Regions from separate parts of the Zea mays genome. Here region 2 is linked to region 1. The links are chromatin contacts, called in public Hi-C maps. All regions are on one chromosome and are shown on one strand. Each heading gives the region's core, a stretch centred on a gene start, on an enhancer-like site or on the middle of the called end of the contact. The rest is flanking DNA. Distances are from core to core; before and after follow the strand shown.

Evidence for each region. A called contact is a pair of places that touch in the nucleus more often than the background predicts.
Region 2: a contact with region 1 is called in a Hi-C map of tassel, with 5 times the contacts expected there. The contact joins the promoter of LOC100283972 here to the promoter of LOC100192010 in region 1. A contact is called at or near these places in 10 of 25 Hi-C or Micro-C datasets (bundle sheath, ear, endosperm and 4 more).

Annotation. Positions count from the first base shown.
Region 1 is chr3:202,894,829-202,900,500 of Zm-B73-REFERENCE-NAM-5.0, reverse strand. It overlaps LOC100192010 (50S ribosomal protein L13, chloroplastic-like), which reads right to left and starts at 1,572. Exons shown (of 4, transcript NM_001137434.3): 1 at 1,242-1,572; 2 at 573-758; 3 at 1-6. The coding sequence starts at 1,466. LOC100285659 reads right to left here and starts at 4,685. Exons shown (of 6, transcript NM_001158550.2): 1 at 4,286-4,685; 2 at 3,574-3,800; 3 at 3,311-3,487; 4 at 3,063-3,218; 5 at 2,635-2,911; 6 at 1,887-2,528. The coding sequence starts at 4,583. The coding sequence ends at 2,272. OBAP2A (Oil body-associated protein 2A) reads left to right here and starts at 4,917. Exons shown (of 2, transcript NM_001320111.1): 1 at 4,917-5,275; 2 at 5,390-5,672. The coding sequence starts at 4,975.
Region 2 is chr3:203,060,476-203,065,779 of Zm-B73-REFERENCE-NAM-5.0, reverse strand. LOC100283972 reads right to left here and starts at 1,840. Exons shown (of 1, transcript XM_034059761.2): 1 at 426-1,840. The coding sequence starts at 1,262. The coding sequence ends at 561. LOC118476738 reads left to right here. Exons shown (of 2, transcript XM_035966411.1): 2 at 1-110. The coding sequence ends at 9.

The DNA.
Region 1 (5,672 bases), core at 323-2,822:
ATTGACCTATGTGAATAGAAAAGGTTGTTAATGACTCTCAGCATTGTAGTGTAACACAATAATGCATATCATCTACTCCATCTGTTCCAAATTATAAGATGTTTTGGTAATTCTAGATACATAGTTGTTACTAAATATCTGGACATGAATTATGTCTAAGTGCGTAGCAAAAGTAATGGATCCAAAAAAAATCCAAAAAGTCTTATAACTTGGAACTGAGGGAATACGTGGTAATGAGCCTTTAGAGATGCACCAGTCACAAAAGGACTATGCTAACATAAACATTAAACACAACTACAGTTGAAGATTATTTGAGGAAGGTTACTCACCTCAGTACCAAATAATCTGAGGGAAGTAAAGCATGTATACTAAGGCCCTGTTTGGAACCTCTACAGCTAATAGTTAGCTGCTAAAATTAGCTATACAGGTTCCAAACACCCACAACTAATTGTTAGCTAACTCACAGTTAACAATTAGTTCATTAGCTGGCTCAACCCAGCTAACAATTTGTTAGCTGGCTACCTGTTAACTGTAGGGATTCCAAACACTATAGGTATTGAGAGAACGCTTACCACAATAACAAAAGCTCCCATGTCTACACTAGGAGTGTAAGTGGGTTCATTCTTTCCCCTGATATGTACTGCAATGGTGGATGCTAGCCTGCCTAGGATCTTGTCTGTTGCATCAACAACATACCATGTCTTCTCGGTAGTTACATGATCTGCAGCCTTAGGATACCAGGTTGTATTCCATATGTCCTGCAAATTAAATCACTGAATCAGATTTCAGTAGACACAATTACTTGTGGAGTAATTCATTAGAAGAAAGAACAAGGCATAGTACAAACAAACCATTCACTTTGTACCCATAGTATTAGTAACTGATCCTAAACAAGTCACAATTATGAACAGGCTGGTTGGCAACCATCAGTTCACTTTGACTTGCATGTCCAATTAAGCTCATTTTTAATGAATTCTCTCTCACCACAAACAGCCCATGGGTAATTTTGGATATGATGGCACATGGCAGATAACATATATAATGTACGCAGTTCTATTGTAACTTGATTGCCCTTCATCATGCACATAAAAGGATAGTCGAAGCCTCTGAGGTGGATTAAGATGGCCACGGTGAAACATGAACAAAATAGGATGGACACTGTCAGTCCAGGGTTACAATCCTGCAAAACGAGCTGTGAAAATGTGCACATTGTTTCAAGAGAGGAAGAGAGAGCGTCGTACGGGGCCGCAGAGCTCGTCTCCCTCGAACATGAAGCGCTGCTCGCGGGGCACGAGCGCGGCGAGCGGCTGCCTCTTCTGCTTGTCGCTCTTCTCGCACCGCACGGCCAGTCCCACCGGGGCGGCCCGGCGCGGCCCCACGGACGCGGTCCGGGTCAGGCGGCGGTGGTAGTGGCGCGGGGCGAAGGCGGAGGAGAGCAACGTATGGGAGGCGACGGCCGTAGCCATTGCGGCACGGCGAGCGAGCGGCAACAGGAGGAGGATGTGCAGACGGTTGGTTCAGTGGGACGCGGCCATTTTTAGGCGCAGTGGGGAGCGTCAAGCGGATAAGGGGATAGGAGACAAAGAACAGGGAAAGGTTAACAAGAACATATGGGCTTCATGGGCTCAGAACGAAATGCAGATTTGGCCCATTACGACACCTTATCAGCTCATCTGAGATTTAAACGCTTCCTTTGAAACTCTTCCCAAACTCAGAATAATGGCGGTTCCATAATTCCATCTAAAAAAAAGAAATTCAATGTATTACTATTGGGCAAAGGGAGCTGCATTAACAAAATATAGCTTCAGACAGGACCATATTTTTTTCAAACGATTCCGCTGTTCAAGTACCAATTAGAAACATCGGTAATCAGAGAAATTCTCGAGTCCAAATAAAATGACGGGAACAGAACTTCCATTGCTGCTAGTTTCCGCGACAACCATCAGCAGCAGAAGCCGAATTAATTGATAACGGACACCATTTTCACATGTTCCATCAGGAAACGGAAAGGAGGCAGAAAAGTGTTCATTCTCTTCTAACCAAAGAAAGCATATCTTTTACATATATAGTGGCAACATCGTGTGATTGCGTTGCAGTGAAGCAACAGCTTAACGTGTTTCTGGTTCAGATCCAGGATTCCCTCGCAGGAAGAACGCAAAGATGATAATATACAACAACAAAATTGTGAACCAGAGATGTCGAGTATCGACGATTAGAACCATATGTAAATCAATGGTTAGTTGGCTACCAGCAAATGAACTGGGAGGAAGGTTACGAAGTAGTAGAAGACCCTGAATTTGTCTGTGTAAGAGGTTTTACTTTCCTTGTGTGACCCAAACTATTCACAAGATCCCTGCGAGTGCATACAGGAAACATGCTCAATCCATGCATGTTTAGCCGCCACAAAACGTATGGAAAACTGAGCTGATCACGAGATGTGAAGCGAACCACTTCATTAAACCAAGCACACATGAAATGGTTCGTTGCAGGGGTGAGTTCCCTCACAATAACAGAGGCTTCGGCTAGAGCTGAAAAATCAAACGGGTAAATTCATTATAACAGTTCGGAAAACATATACAGAGATATTCCACAGGAGCAAAAGAACAATTGTTTGAGAAAGATTAACAGACTGACCTTTCAGTCCGTGCAATCTTTTTGTGTCCGGCATTCCATCTTGACGATACCGAGTCAATTGTACCTCTACCTCTTCAGGGGTAGCCTTGTGCTTTTGAACAATAGCTTTCCCCTCATCATATATGTTACTCCGTGCTCCATGTTCAGAGATAGCAAATGTAGAGTTTGTCCTCCAAAGAAGAGCTTCAAGCATTCCTATAGGATCTCTTCGTAATTGGTATTTAGAGTCAACCCATATAGAGTACCTTGCCTCTGTGAAAAGGCGATGAGTCAACATCTGCAAAAATCATGTTAAGTGATTTAGTATCTGAACACACTTTGTTTCCCAATCCTAAAAATAAAATATCAGGCTTAGGAAAGTGAGAATGAGAATTTCTATCATGACAAATTGGTACAGAGGATAGATTATGACATCTTAAGATTTCTACCTTTGGTATCTTCCCATTTAATCGTTGATCTACAAAAGGGAGGCTCCTGACAACAATGATCCGCCACCTTCCTATCATGCTATCATCACCAATTACCTTTCCTTCAGCTTCCTGAGCTGCTAGTGTCACTTCATCCCAGAAAGCAACATAGCAAACCTGCTTTAACATAAGACCATGCGAACTTGTATAATCATCAAATGATGGCTTACTCTGACATTCAATTCTGAAAATAATGGAGAATGCAATACCCTGCCAATAGAAGAATTGGCCATTCCAATAGGTTGATATAGATCATCCCCACCACCAAATGCACAGGTAGACACAACAACTTTACAGGCTCTCATGTATCTCCTGTCCTCCTCAGAAATTTTGAAGCCACCATTGTCGCTGTAGAAACCACAGTGCACACTAACAGTCTCATTCACCTGCAGAAGTATGGAAACACATTAAACATGTCAGGGAGGCGCAACTTTGTGACATCAAAACAGTACGCATAAGTAAGCCTTACGACCTTGAAGCTATCTTCTCTTTCAGCAAGTGTCTGAAATCCTGTAAACAGGTCGAACCTTGTTGCTTCCGCATGTTGCAGTAAATATGTAGAGTTTGCTTCGGAGTGGTATGTGTCATAGTCATCGTCATCAGTTTTGTACGTGATTCTGCTCACCACAGAATCGAGTCTTGTACCCTCCGGGAACACCACATTTGCCAAACTTTTGGGGCTAAGGAGCTTCAAGCAAGCTGTCAATATCAACGACACAAAAACTAATCATGGCACTCTTAACATTCAGTTGTAAGTGAAGTCAAACTAATAAAGAGGCTAAAGACTCTAGTATCAAGCCAGGAAAAGCTTACTGATCTGTGATCTGTCAGAAACATCACACGAAAGAAGATCTCTGGCTAATAAATTAGAAACGGGCAGAAAAGCATTTTCACACTCCTATTCTGCCTGATGTATCACTGGTTTATCAGCGTGCATGGTCTAAAATGTTCAGATCGATCGCCCATGGATATCTAATTAGCTGTGCAAAAACAGAAATCAGCACCGACAAAAGTACGGCATATCGCCGTGCAATGCAGCACTCGCGTTACCGACAAGCCACACAACCAATTCCTTGTTAAATTTAGTCGATTAGGTACAAAACCTCCTCTACAATCGGCAGGGGCACGGGGCAGTAGGAACAGTTTATGCGCTAGATCGAACTAGAGTAGGCGGGGGAACTCACGCTCGCGCACGCCATGGACGAGACGTGTGGTCGGGTCGAGCCGTCCGAGGCTGGAGACCGGTGGGGAGGGGCCCGGGGATGAGGCGCGGAGCCGCGACGCCTCGAAGAGGAGGAGCGCGACGGCCGGGAGGAGCAGGAGAACGGGCCACCACCGCGCCACCAGCCGCACCGCCCGCTGCCCCAAGCTACGCGCCACCGCCTTCCGTCTTCCAGCGCGCGGCCGCCGTGACGGTGCCGCCGCAGCACCGTCGTCGTCGGAGACGGTGATGGAGATGCTTCGGATCGTCGACGACGGCATCGGGAAGGAAGCGGTGGCGAGCGAGATGGTGGCCGTGGTGGGTTTGCCATTCAGCGGACGGGTGGGCTCGTGGCCTGGGAAAAGAGAGAGCCCAACCAAGGCGGCCCATCTGCGACGCTTCGGCACTGTCAAGCATCCCGCACAGGCGCAGCACCGCAGTCATCGGTGAGTCGGTGACATTTGTCGCTACAGCTGTTTCAGGCATATCTGCCACCTCGGTCACATGCCGTCCGCCACGTCGAGACCGCGAGCTCCATACGTGTCACGCGCAGCCATTCCCGACGTCTCCGGTGCCGTGTTTTAAAGAACGCGCCGTAGCGCAGCGCACTGCGCCACTCATCTGATGCCGTAACACAAGGCTGAATTTTTGTTCGGTCTAGCCGACCCGACGATGGCGTCCAGCGACGGGAAACCACTGCCAACCCCGGCCTCTGTGGGCGGCGGCGGCGGCAGCAGCACCGCGCCGCCCGGGCAGCCGACCACGGTAGCGTCCAAGGTGCTGGACATGGGCGCGGCGGCGATGCAGTCGTTGCGCCCCGTGAAGCAGGCGAAGCAGCACATGTGCACGTTCGCGCTGTACGCGCACGACCCGAAGCGGCAGGTGGAGACGCACCACTACGTCTCCCGCCTCAACCAGGACTTCCTCCAGTGCGCCGTCTATGACTCCGACAAAGCCGACGCGCGTCTCATCGGTGCGTGCACCGTGCACCCCATCTTACTGTCATCTTCAATTGATTCTTTGGCATGTGCTCACGCCCAAGAAGGACACTGCATCTACATGGATCTTTTCTTTTAACTGCATGCAGGCGTGGAGTACATCGTGTCGAGGAAGATCTTCGACTCGCTGCCGGCGGAGGAGCAGCGGCTGTGGCACTCGCACGCGCACGAGATCAAGTCAGGCCTGTGGACGAGCCCGCACGTGGCGGGGCTGCTGGAGAAGGCGGAGCTGGACCACATGGCCGCCACGTTCGGCAAGTTCTGGTGCACCTGGCAGGTGGACCGCGGCGACCGCCTGCCGCTGGGCGCCCCCGCGCTCATGGTGTCCCCGCAGGCCGACCCCGCCGCAGCCGTGCGCCCCGACCTGGTCCG
Region 2 (5,304 bases), core at 591-3,090, 170 kb before region 1:
CTATCTTAATAGAGTAGTATAGATATGAAATGTGGATTTTTTAACCTTAGCTATTTGCAATGTTCAAGGACAATGTCTAATTACGACCTACTTTTTTGGATTGCTTTTAATTACAACCATCTGAGATGGACTCTTGAACAGGTTTTCATCTACAGCAAAATAATCGACATAATAGATAAATATGGGCTACAAGTACATGACTCCATTAAAGATAGTGAGGCAAGCATCTAACACACTATTCATGCCTCAAATCAACAATTAGTAACTTGAGACCCACATTAGCATGCTCGTTTTTGAACCACTGCATGCGCTTCCAACATCGAGTGCATACTGTTGGCGCCTAGTAAACTATAGTATAGCTGAAATATGGGTTAGTACACGCCATTATAGTTTTGTTGTTTTTGAAGCACGCTGCACACCATAACTATTCGTGAAACTATATCAGTGCCATTATAATTCTCGCGAAAGCTGAAAATGCCATTATATACGTCTGCTGAAAATGCCATTATATAAGACGATGGAGTTGCCTATTTCACCATACATGAATCCGTCTGGGCATATCATGTACTCCTACCTGGCAATGGGATGGCGAGAATGTCGCCTGGCGCGGCGACGGGACTCCCCATGGCATTGACATTCATGACATCCGTGACGGTGGTCTCGTAGCTTGCAGCGATGGCGGGCACGGTGTCCCCGACCTGCACGACGTAGGAGAGGTACACCGCGGGGAGGTTGTTGTCGGATGAGTTGAAGCAGACGCATGGCAGCGGAATGGCGAGCTTCTGGCCGGCGTCCAGCGGCGCGTCGGGGTCGGCGGAGGTGAGGCCGTTCTCGTTGCGGATCTGGTCGGAGGAGGCGAGCCCCGCAAAGACGACGTCGGAGACGGTGGCGAGCGTGTCGGCCGGGCGCGCGGCGTAGCGGACGGAGACGGACTTGCGGACGCCGTCGGCGCAGGAGCAGCGGGTGGGCACGCGCACGAAGAGGCCCATGGGCAGGATGCGGTGCGCCGCCCCTGGGGCGCCGAAGTCGAGCGCGTTGGCGGCCAGCAACGCCGCCGGGTCGACGGCGAAGAGCGCGGCCACCTCGGACACCTTCATGTCGGCGTAGAGCGTGTAACCCAGCAGCGCCGGGCAGGAGTCGGACCCCGAGCACGGCTCGATCGTCGTCTTCGCCTCCGCGCCGCGCGGCGCCACCGATACCACGGCCACCACCACCGCCACCACCATCACAGCCGCCATCACGAAGCCACGCGACTTCGCCATTACCGAGAGATGCTAGCACTTGCGAGTGCGAGCTTGGACTGTGGAGCTCGTGACTATAGTGCTCTCCGCCTCTGGTCGAGCAGGGGCGGACCCACAGGGGGTCCAGGTGGGCCGTGGCACACCCTAAGCCTAGCCTTCACAGTTCTGACGCCTGAGCACGAGCAGACCTAGCCGCCGGTCGCCAGAACGCCATGCCCAGCCTCAGCGCCGCTAGAACGCCTCACGCCCTCGCCCAGCCATCGCCACCAGGACGTCGCGCGCCCGCGTCCATCTATCGTCTCATCGGGTGCCCACGTTGGTTAGCCACCGACCACCGTCGTGCCGCGCGCTCGCGCGCTCGCGTCCAGAGCCTAACCGCCACACGCGTGACACGCCCATGCCTAGTGGCTAGTGCCCAGCCAGGATTCACCTACGAGGCTGAGCCTCACGTGGGTCCTTCTAGGTGATGTGTGCAGCCTAGTCGAATTGTTGTTGTGCTCGTTAAATTATTTCTCCGGTTAATAAGTATATAAATATGTGATCGTACATTTTTCCCCTTTATTTACAATTGATAAGGTGCTGCACATAGGTGAGAAGCAAATGGATAGAGATACATGGGTGTTTATGGTTGATGTCGCTCAACTTTTGACAACATATTTAGGTTACATGAATTGGCTTTGCAAGAGGGCTCGTGGTCGCTGTGTTGATTCTTTTGGAGTCCTTGGAGAAATATATGTTGTTCTTACCAAGCAATCACGATTTAGAGCACATGGATTGATATTCAGTAAGCAAATTCACCCATTGGCTTCTATTAAAATTGTAGGTTAGAGTTTATGTTGAAAAATTCCTGTTCGAGCGATCGGTTGGGATGCTAGACGATGGAAAAGATTATTACTATAAATTTATATATATTTTGTAATTGTATATGAAAATTTTGTTGTGGCACACCCTATATAAAAAACCTAGGTCCGCCACTGTGGTCGAGGGAGAGAGAGAGCCGAGAGGCGTGGTATGTAAGCCGGTGAGTAATGGCGGGAGGGGAGAGGAGGCTGTTGTTTGCTTTTGGCAGCGCTAGGAATCTGTGCCAAGCGAGGGGAAGAGGGAAAGGTAGCAGAGGCCGCAGGTCTTTCCCGCGGCCACTCGTTGTCTTCGAGGATGCCCACTGGCGCGCGCGTGGGAGGACGCGGGGTCAGGCGGGGGCAACAGGGTGTGGACGCTGACGCTACTATCTTAATAGAGTAGTATAGAATTATCCAGGGTTAGTATGTTGAGAATTGCCTAAATAGTTTGGAAACTTAAATCCCTTTTAAGATTATTGGGGATTGAGAGAAAATGAGCTATTTTTTCACTCAATCCCCGGGAATACTGGAGCAGATTTAAGTTTCTAAACTAGCCTTTAGGTGCACGATAGCGCGTTTTCAGGTCTACTTGTCTGAGGTTAGGGCATGTACAACCTTATTTAATATGAGGTCTTTTTAGGAGTCTAAGGTTCTAAGCGAAAAAATACAAAAGACGGACTCTTCGTGAAGAACCCGTCTCTTCACGAATTTATCTGTATTTCTGATCTAGTGTCTCAGGATTGTATCATACAGTCTTTTAATCGTATTTTATACTTAAAAAAGTGAACTGATGTTTCAGAGTTGTACATGCCCTTAGTATGTTGATTACCATTGCCAATCAGCACTGCATGCTTGCGATTATGTGGCCGCTTTGCTTGTAGTAGTGGCAAAGGTTTTATGTGGAATGGTCGTGTTCTCCGGGTAGCACGGACAACCATAGAGTAGGCTGAAACCATGGACAGGCATAGGTATAGCAGCTATCCATATACATATACGGGTACTTCTGATGATTATTTTGCACAGTACCATGCGTGGTGGCACTAAGGCGTGTTCGGGAGCGTATTTTGCACCAGCACCATGTGTGGTGGCACTAATGGTGTGTTGGAGCGAAGGGTTTAAGGGGACTAAAATCTCTTATTATTCAAAATTAAATAGAAAGAGATTTTAACCTTTTTAATCCACTTCTTCCAAACATGTCTAAAAGCCATGGACCGGCCCAGGTCTTTATACCAGCCGATGTATAAACATGGTGCTATGCATCACGTGTGCATATTCTTTGAAGCTCAATTTAGCCCGATTGAGCACTTCAATGTATAGCCACAAGCATGCTCTGTCCCTGCACAGCTCCTATTTTTTTCTCAGTTTTTCCTTCTCTCGTTGCTTCTTAGCGTTAGAAGTGGTGGCGATCACAGCACGTCTTCAGGTCGTGGGATGGCGTGGTTATGGTGAAGACATCGCAACGTCATAGTTCACGGTGGCCACAAATTTAGAGAGTGTTTGGTTTGTAGGACTAATTTTTAGTTTATTTTATTTTTGTTTTAGTCTCTAAATTGTTAAATACGGAAACTAACAGATATTGAAGAAATTCAATATAATCGAATCATGGTTATTTGATTCTCTCAAATCATGAGATGTGCTATTGATCTTGCAAGAGCATCCGACCAAATATTGCTTTGCAAATGATTTGCTAGCTAACAACACATGAGATTGAGTTATGTTCTCTAAGGGCCCGTTTGTTTCCCTCATTTTGAGGAATTGGAATTTAACTAATGCACTAGTCTATTTTTTAGAATGTGACATTCCACAACTTTCCAAAGTGTATATATAAGCCTATCTCAAACTCATGGGGTGAGAGATGGAAATTAATTCTATAGATTTACATGTTACTTTTCTAATGTACAATTTATATCACACTCTTTTACTTGTTTCTCTATAATATAAATATAGTGTATAACTATCTATCTAACATGATTTAGGATAACATACAAATACATTACATAAATAAATATATTAACTCAATTAGTTTTATCTAAATTATAATTATTAGAATAGAATTCAATTTCAACGAAACAAAGAGAGCCTAAGAGTAATCATAATTTGGTTATGGTTGGATATATTGATATTGGATATCTATAGAAGATCCTCAGGTGAAAAGTCAATGACATACTTTAAGTAAGTTAGACATGTTGTTTGATAAATAGATTAATCATTTTGTAGCATACTTCATGTCGTTGTACACAATGATGATATGTGGTTCCCCTCGGTGTTTGAATCTTGGTGGAGAGAAATCGGTATTGGTACTTTGGTAGTCTCCTTTTCTTTCGGTGATACGCGGCATAAAGCTACACACAATCCTGGTCCTTGTACGATATCTCTGACATATGCCATCAGATTCTTCCGCCGATCCCCCAAAAAGATCAGCTTATCTTCTAGCTCCTGTAGTCGTTTCTCTGTAACAAGTTCCTTTCGTGCATTCTTTTCAAGCTCCGAGGTCAGGGCTACGTTGTCACACTTAGGATTGATTTGATGACAAGGAAATCACGAGGGGATTGCAAGGGATTAAGGGGAAAATAAACTAATTTCCCCCTCAATCTCCTCCAATCCCTCGTGATCTCTCGTCACCAAATCTGCCATTAAGCCTTTCTATTTCCTCCCCATAATCCCTCCTTTCAGCATCTGCTAATGGTCTAGAACCCTGAGTGTGCGATGAATGGCTGAGCATAGGCTTGCGACTGTGTATATTTTTCAATCGGTGTTGTTGTCCCCTAATGAAATCGTCATTTGCAAACTCCCATTGTTTAGGGTTGTCGGAGACCATAATTAGGGGTACCCCCAAGACTCCTAAATCTCAGCTGGTAACCCCCAACAGCACAAAGCTGCAAAGACCTGATGAGTGCGATTAAGTCAAGGCTCGGTCCACACAAGGGACACGATCTCGCCTCGCCCGATCTCAGCCTCGGGCAAGGGCAGCCGACCTCGGAGGATTCACGTCTTGCCCGAGGGCCCCCTCAGGCGACGGACACACCTTCGGCTCGCCCGAGGCCCAGTCTTCACCAAGAAGCAACCTTGGCCAAATCGCCACGCCAACCGATCGTATCGCAGGAGCATTTAATGCAAAGGTGGTCTGACACCTTATCCTGACGCACGCCCTTCAGTCGACTGAGCCGAAGTGACCGCAGTCACTTCGCCGCTCCTCTGACCAGTCTGACAAAAAGACAGCGCCG